2 separate regions of the Sander lucioperca genome follow, and region 2 is linked to region 1. Evidence: chromatin contacts called from public Hi-C data. All regions are on one chromosome and are shown on one strand. The core of a region is the stretch at or near the end of the contact, and the rest is flanking DNA. Distances in the headings are between cores, read along the strand shown. Region 1 holds the start of stat1a (signal transducer and activator of transcription 1a). Region 2 holds the start of glsa (glutaminase kidney isoform, mitochondrial).

Region 1 (3,597 bases), core at 307-2,806:
TCCCCCACTTCATTTCCTGCATGTTGACACACTTTTATGCACCAATTTGCGGTGGAAATACCTTTATTTAGCCTATGTGAAGATGAAAAAACACAGATGACATTTCAAAATATATCAAAATGGAATTAATGGATTAATGGAAATTATGTTGTTACGTCTCGTTGGGCATTTTTAAGTGGGTATATGGAAATCCTGGAGCTTTCTTAGTGGGTGTACTGCGTATACCTGCGAATCACATAGACTAGCACGCTGGAGCAATTCATAAAACCTTCAAATAAACTATGATGGCACCATCTTAGAATAGACTGGAAATGCTTGCATATTTAAAATATATTGTTACATACTTAAACACCCAAAACACCAAAGTACGAAGACATAGCGGAGCAGACGCAAGCTTTTATTTTGAAAAGTAGAAGCCCGACGGCACCAGACGGGAGGCTCCAGGCTGCAGCCGTACAGTCCTGCATATTTTTTTGTCAAACTAGTGTGAAATGCCAGTGTTGCCGCATTTTTTTAAACTTTTTTCCAGGGGCCCAAATCGGCCCAAGAGTTCATCATCGGCCTTTCTGGCATTCGGCAGAACTGCCAGATTGCCAGTCCGCCTATGACAACAAGAACAGCTCGAATCCCCAAATTGTTGTTTCCAACCTTTTTGGCTTTGCGACCCTTCAAAATAAATCCTGTGAGCCAACATCGCAAGTGTGAGAGGCCTATGAGTTGCAGGTTTCCACTTTAGTAAAAGTATGTAGGCCTAAGTATCATCAGGAAAATGGATTTAAGGTATTCAAAGTAAAAGTAGAACACCTTTAATTTACAATAGAACATGAGATTTTATAAACTAAATGTGCTTCGTGTGCAAAAAATCTTAATTTGTAAAGTAACTAAAGCTGTCCGATGAATGTAGTGGAGTAAAAAGTACAATATGTCTCTCTGAAATGTAGTGGAGTAGAAGTAGAAAGTGGCATGAAAAGAATTAAGACTCAAGTAAAGTACAAGTACCTCAACATTTGTACTTAAGTACAGCCTTGACACTTTGGGCCCCTGTTTCTTTGTTTTTTTTATTGTCAAACATTTCTTGTTGATAAATAAAGTTTTATTTTCCAGTCATTTATGTTTGAATAAATACTTGTCTCATCTTATTCTGGACAAAGTAGTGATGTGCAAACCATTTATTACCATAAATTAGGTTTCAGTTTCAGAGTTGGTGGCAGTTACTTTCTCTTTCTCTGAAAACACGTGGTCACTGTAAGCTCTTCCGATTAGTGGCTTTCCTCCCCCGGAAACTACCTTATTTTTGGCTTTTATTTACATAAATAGTATTTTAACATATAGCTTGACACCTTTAGAGTGGATGGAAAATACATATTTACACGTGTTGATTCTCTATCTTGTCCTCATTCCACTAAATCTCCGTGAAAAACATGCTGTGTGTAATTGTTATCGCGGGTGAGCTTGCTAACTAACGGAACAGCCGTTTTCGATCGTTCTGATTGGCTTTCGCGGGCAAAGGGGCGGGCACATCTCACGAAGCGTATGCTGTCATAGGCCGACGCTGTTTCCGTACGCTACACACTAGCAGAAACAGACCGCAGCCTGTCACGTTCGGTGCACACACTAAAACAAACCTTTTCAGGAATAAAGTTACATTTCTGTCACATATTGGACACGTTTCTTCAAAGCAAAAGGTAAGTTTAATCACTTACTTCCTCGCGCAATGACAACATGTTGCCAAAAATACGCTGTGTTCTCATATTGAGATACTGTTGAGCCAAACTGAACTTCAAAATAGATTAACGTTAAGTTAGTTGAACAGATGTTGTAATTTAATGTCATGTGTTACACCGAATTTACAAGTGAATAATACACATTTAGACTAAGTGTTATGGTTTAAGCTACGACGCTGTTATTTATGAAAATGTAGACGAAATCCTTAAAAAAAGTTACATTTCTGGACGGACTTTGGTTAAGGAAAACTAGCAAGGTTTGGTGGGTCAGGGAAGATTTCTGCTGTGGGATATTTATAGACTGAGGCTGGATGAAGGGCGATAGCAGTCTGGGAAAACGAAACCTATGGACTTCTCATGCACTCACCTTTGCCAGGTTGATATGGAAACCGTAACGTTGAGTTAGAATACAAAAGTATTGGCATCAAAATATAGCCTACTAAAATTACAAACATTAAAAGGACTCTGTGCAGAATTTACCATTCCAGAATAGTATGTGTTATATTATTGGGTTATAATCGTTGCTGCATTAATGTGTTCTCAGTGGGCTTCACTTAATAAACATAACCTGTAGTAGTACACAGTCGTATGTGTATTGTTGCCTATTTATGTCTATTTATTTCTATTTCTCACTGTTAATCACCGGCCTCTGTACAGCATCAACAGCATAAACATTGTTGTTTATGTGTGTGTGACGTCAAAAACTGTAACTGGGAGTACAACGATCTGGTACAAGTTCGTGAGTAGTAAGTTACGGGTTTGACTGCCGTTCCAGGGCACTTTCACAGGTAGAGGGTTGTGAAAACACGAGTTACGGGTTGCCTGGAACGCAGCATTACTACCCGTGAACTCGTACCAGATCGTTGTACTCCCAGTTACAGTTTTTGACGTCACACACACATGAACAACAATGGCGACCCCTGTTGATGCTGTACAGACGCCGGTGGTTAACGGAGTTTGTGGTGACTTTGCCTGGAACGCCACCAAGTCGTGAGTCGTGACTTGAAGTCGTAACTTACGGGCTAAAAATTGTATCTGGAACGCAGCATTATCCTATCCTATCCTAGGGCCGGGGCGATATGAAGAAAATCAAATATCACGATATTTTTGACCAAATACCTCGATATTGATACCGCGACGATATTGTAGCGTTGACCATTGGCACTTTCACAAAATATTTACACAATGAGATTTTTCAGCGTTGTGGATATAATGACTAAGTAGATAGTAATAGAATAGTTACAACAGTCTGGTAAGTTCAGAAAATTACATCACTTTACTGTAATGCAGCCTTTAAAAGCAGGCTTATGTATATTACGATATTACGATATCCAAAATCTAAGACGATATCTAGTCTCATATCACGATGTCGATATCATCTCGATATATTGCCCAGCTCTATCCTATCCCACCAAAAGCCAAAGAAGTGACATTTCAAATAGGAAATGATATCTATGCTTCTAATCACTTCTTTCATGTAAAATTCAACTGGGATAACAACTCTTGTGTATTCTGTGAAAGCGATATTGAGACTGTTGGGGAAAAAAAAATGTTAAGGATAAAAATGTAGAGTTCTTGATAAATAATTTGATCGAACATTGTAAACATTTTATTTTCATAGGTATAAGTAGCTGCTGTTCTCTTAAAGAGATTGACGCACACACAAACGCCCAAGTATAAACTTCAGGCAACTTCCGCAGCCTTTTAGGATTTTTTTTTTAGCGGTGGGGGCAGGTCTGTCCAAACAACATTGCATTAATAATAATAATAATAATAATGGGGTGCATTATGTCGGCAGGTTCATTTAAAAGGCGACTACATTGCACGTCTGCCCTATTTCTGATACCGTGGCGGCAGAAATTTTGCCGTGGCG
Region 2 (3,597 bases), core at 401-2,900, 130 kb after region 1:
TTGCATATTAAACTGGGCCTACAATAACGTGTAGGGCGGCCCAAAGCCTTTATACATTGCCTTTTTGCTTGAAATACTAAGCTATTAAATTAGCCTAATTATTGTTGGCATGATTTATAAAAAAAAACATGTTTTAATGTTAAAAACCTACATGTGGCACAGTGGATTCATTGAAAAGAATGAAATGGGAAAAATTAACAATAATTTGGAGGACCCCCTGCATTGACTCTGAGGACCCCCTAGGTGGTCCCGAACCCCGTGTGAAAGATCCAGATCATTTAATATATGAAAATTAAAAATTAAAAAGCACAATGTTGCTTTACTTTTCTTTGTCACCGTGAATGTAAAAATCGCTTTTGGGAGACTGTTGATGACACTTCAATAAAAAAACATGTCATGTGTCATATTATGAACTTAATAACTAATGATCAATACAATGCATCCATGATAAAAAATAAATAAAAATAAAAAAAATTGATAGATGCCTTCCTAGGGTTAATGATGACTGACCTTCAATAGACATTTAGAGGAGGCTTAGTCCGGCTGCATGGTGCATTAGGTTAAACAGACACATCGTGTTTGTAGTTATAATATCATTTTCAAAAAGGCAAGAGAAGCTGGTGGCAGGTTTATGCATCAGTGATGTAGCTGTAGATGAAAGCTGCAGCTTCTGGTCACGATATCTAGCTGGCTGCACACCACATGCTCCCATTTGACCTTTCTTCAGCACAAACGTTTGATCACGTGCCCTTCTCCTACAGGCAATAAATAGCTTCGAAACGTGGCATTGAATAATATTGGAAATTAGTAAATCTCGCCGGCAAGCCCACACTGTAGCCTTAGCTACAAATTAGCTTAGCTGTCTGGCTAGGTTGTCATTCAATCAGCATCTGAGCTAGCCCTCTGCGTGATGCACTTTGCCGAACAACAATGTAAATATCTACTACTTAAAATAGGTGTGTGAATGTAAGACGTAACGTTACAACTCAAAGTAAAACATGTTATTCATAAGGTAATGTTAGAAGCCAATCTGTAATTCGGCATCTATTTTGTATGTAAATATAGACGTATTTCAATGAAAAATAAACCTAAGGAATGGTTCCCTGGTTTCGTCACAGGCTTCCGCCAACGTTTAACGCGGCAGTAAATTGGCAGTTTTTCCTATTTAGTTTGGCGTACCGTGGAGCTAGCGGCTAACATCTGCCCACAGACCCGGGTTAACGCTACTCACTTCTCTGTCGAGTCCTTGGCGGTTTCATTGTGGCTATCACTCTTGGAGCAAAAGCTTCTAACGCCGTGTCTTCTTGCGAAGTGCTGCGGGGGAAATGCACTCCGTCTGCCCGGCGACCTCCCATCCAAACTACGGGTGCTGAAGCAGGCGGCGGTTGCAGGTGTCGCTTTAACACCAACTCTACCTGTCAATGGACGCTTCAGCTGCGTTTGAAATAACTCCTTGAGCGCTACCGTTGACCGAAAATGTAACATTTCAATCCCGTTGAGAAGAATATCTGGATAATGTAACGACTGTAAGGCCGAGAGAAGAAAACTGGAGGAGTAGAGGCGCAGCTTCTAACGAGAGTGTCGGCTTTTCTCAGCTGAGTAACGGTTGTCTCCCCCGGTGACTCAACAACAGAAAGAGCCACTCAGCGGAGTACAACCTACCTTTCACGCAACAGGGGTTTTGATTGGAGCGTAACAACGCATAGCTGCACCTGATTGGCCAAGAGGGCTGTCAATCATTAGAACTGTCTAGCTTATTGTTTTGATTGATTTTATAGCGATTATGAATATATACATACCTTTATAATGTTTTTTTTTTTTTAAAGTACAGTCTCCCTCTTTATAATAGTTTGCACAAGACGGTAAAGAACCAAAGCAATCCTTTAGAGAGGAACCATCACAGCAAAGTATGTGACAGATCCAAAATATTATTATAGTGGATAGAAAATGCAGACACAGACATTACATACCTATCATTCCAATATGTATCTTGCACACTTCTTTGCACTATTACATTTTGACCTTTACATCCCACTCCATGTGTACTTGTCTTGATATTATGTCTTATTTATATATTTGTATTTTTATATATTATGTTGATATGTGCCTATATGTATGTTATTGTCTCTATTGTACAGTATGTGTCTATATTACTATTTGTCTACTGAATGTCTATTTGTTGAATGTATAGAGAGGTAACGCCTACCAAAGTCAAATTCCTTGTGTATGTAAGTATACTTGGCCAATAAATCTGATTCTGGTTCTGGTTCTGGTTCTGATTCTGGTTCTGATTCTGAGTGTCTTGTCTTGGGCTGACACCATGTGAGTTACTTTGGTACTGCACATATTTCAGGCTGTGGTTTCCTCAGCAGATGTCTCTCTGTCCTCTCTCTGTCCTTCATGAAATAAAACAGCTACAGCACCATCTCCTGGTTGGAAATGATTTCAAATGAGTCTGCATGCAGGGAACAGGAACAAGACTGACGGACTAATAACAGGTTACCAAAAATAACCTCAGCCCCTAAAATAACCGGCAGGCAGTGATCCGTTATAACTTCTTCTATATGTTTTATTACATGCATGCAGATTTGTTTTTTCTCTCTGGATATATTTATGGGAACCACTGTGCAGGACATTATTATTATTATGATATGTATCCATCCATCCATCCATCTGAATCCGCTAATCCGGTTGGGCAGGGGACCCCCAAACTTCCTTTTCCCCCGAGCCACATTAACCAGCTCCGGCTGGGGGATCCCGAGGCGTTCCCAGACCAGGGCGGAGATATAATCCCTCCACCTAGTCCTGGGTCTTATGGGAGCGTGCCTGTGTTCCCACAGCCCTGTTTCCACATTTCTAAGATTTTTTTCAAAAGTAGGCCCTATTTTCCCACAGCTCTATGTTCCCACATTTCTAGGACATTTTCAAAATGGTGAAAATAGGTCTTGTGTTCCTGCATTTCCCTTAGCCCTATCCTCCCACAACATTTTTTAGGGTTAGGGTTAGGGGGATAAAATCTTATACAAATTTATGAAAAAGGAAATGTGGGAACATAGGACCTAATTTTGGAAAAGAATCTTAGAAATGTGGGAACTGTGGGAGCATAGGGCCTAATTTTGAAAATTATTTTATCCCCCTAACCCTAACCCTAACCCCTAACCCTAAAAAAATGTTGTGGGAGGATAGGGCTTAAATTGAAGGGAAATGCAGGAACACAAGACCTAATTTTGAAAATGTCCTAGAAATGTGGGAACATAGGGCTGACCCTGTTCTTATGATATGTATGCTCCTTTTAAATTGATCTACCCTTTTATAAATTGTCAGGTCAAATTCCTTTTGTAAAGATAAAAACTTGAATAGGCCTACAAGGCCTGAGCCAGGCAGCATTTTAACGTTCATTTTCTTTACCTCTTTCGCAGCCTTTTTCGTAGGTGGAGTTTGACACCCCGTTCAAAATAATGACCTACATTAGATATTACTCACTGGAAAGTATTTTGCAAGTTGCTTATGTTTGCTTTTCCGCAGCTCCCAACTTTTTTTTTTATCTGACTTTATCTGAATCTCTGTAAACCCCGCCCACCTGGAGCTCCAAGAAGG

What was found. Hi-C and Micro-C count contacts between places; a contact is called where the count stands out from the background.
Region 2: a Hi-C map of muscle shows a contact between it and region 1, with 2.9 times the contacts expected there. The contact joins the promoter of glsa here to the promoter of stat1a in region 1. A contact is called at or near these places in 2 of 2 Hi-C or Micro-C datasets (liver and muscle).

What each region holds. Positions count from the first base shown.
Region 1 is chr24:388,745-392,341 of SLUC_FBN_1.2, forward strand. stat1a (signal transducer and activator of transcription 1a) reads left to right here and starts at 1,557. Exons shown (of 25, transcript XM_031304787.2): 1 at 1,557-1,685.
Region 2 is chr24:519,873-523,469 of SLUC_FBN_1.2, forward strand. It overlaps glsa (glutaminase kidney isoform, mitochondrial), which reads right to left and starts at 1,651. Exons shown (of 18, transcript XM_031304792.2): 1 at 1,232-1,651. The coding sequence starts at 1,485.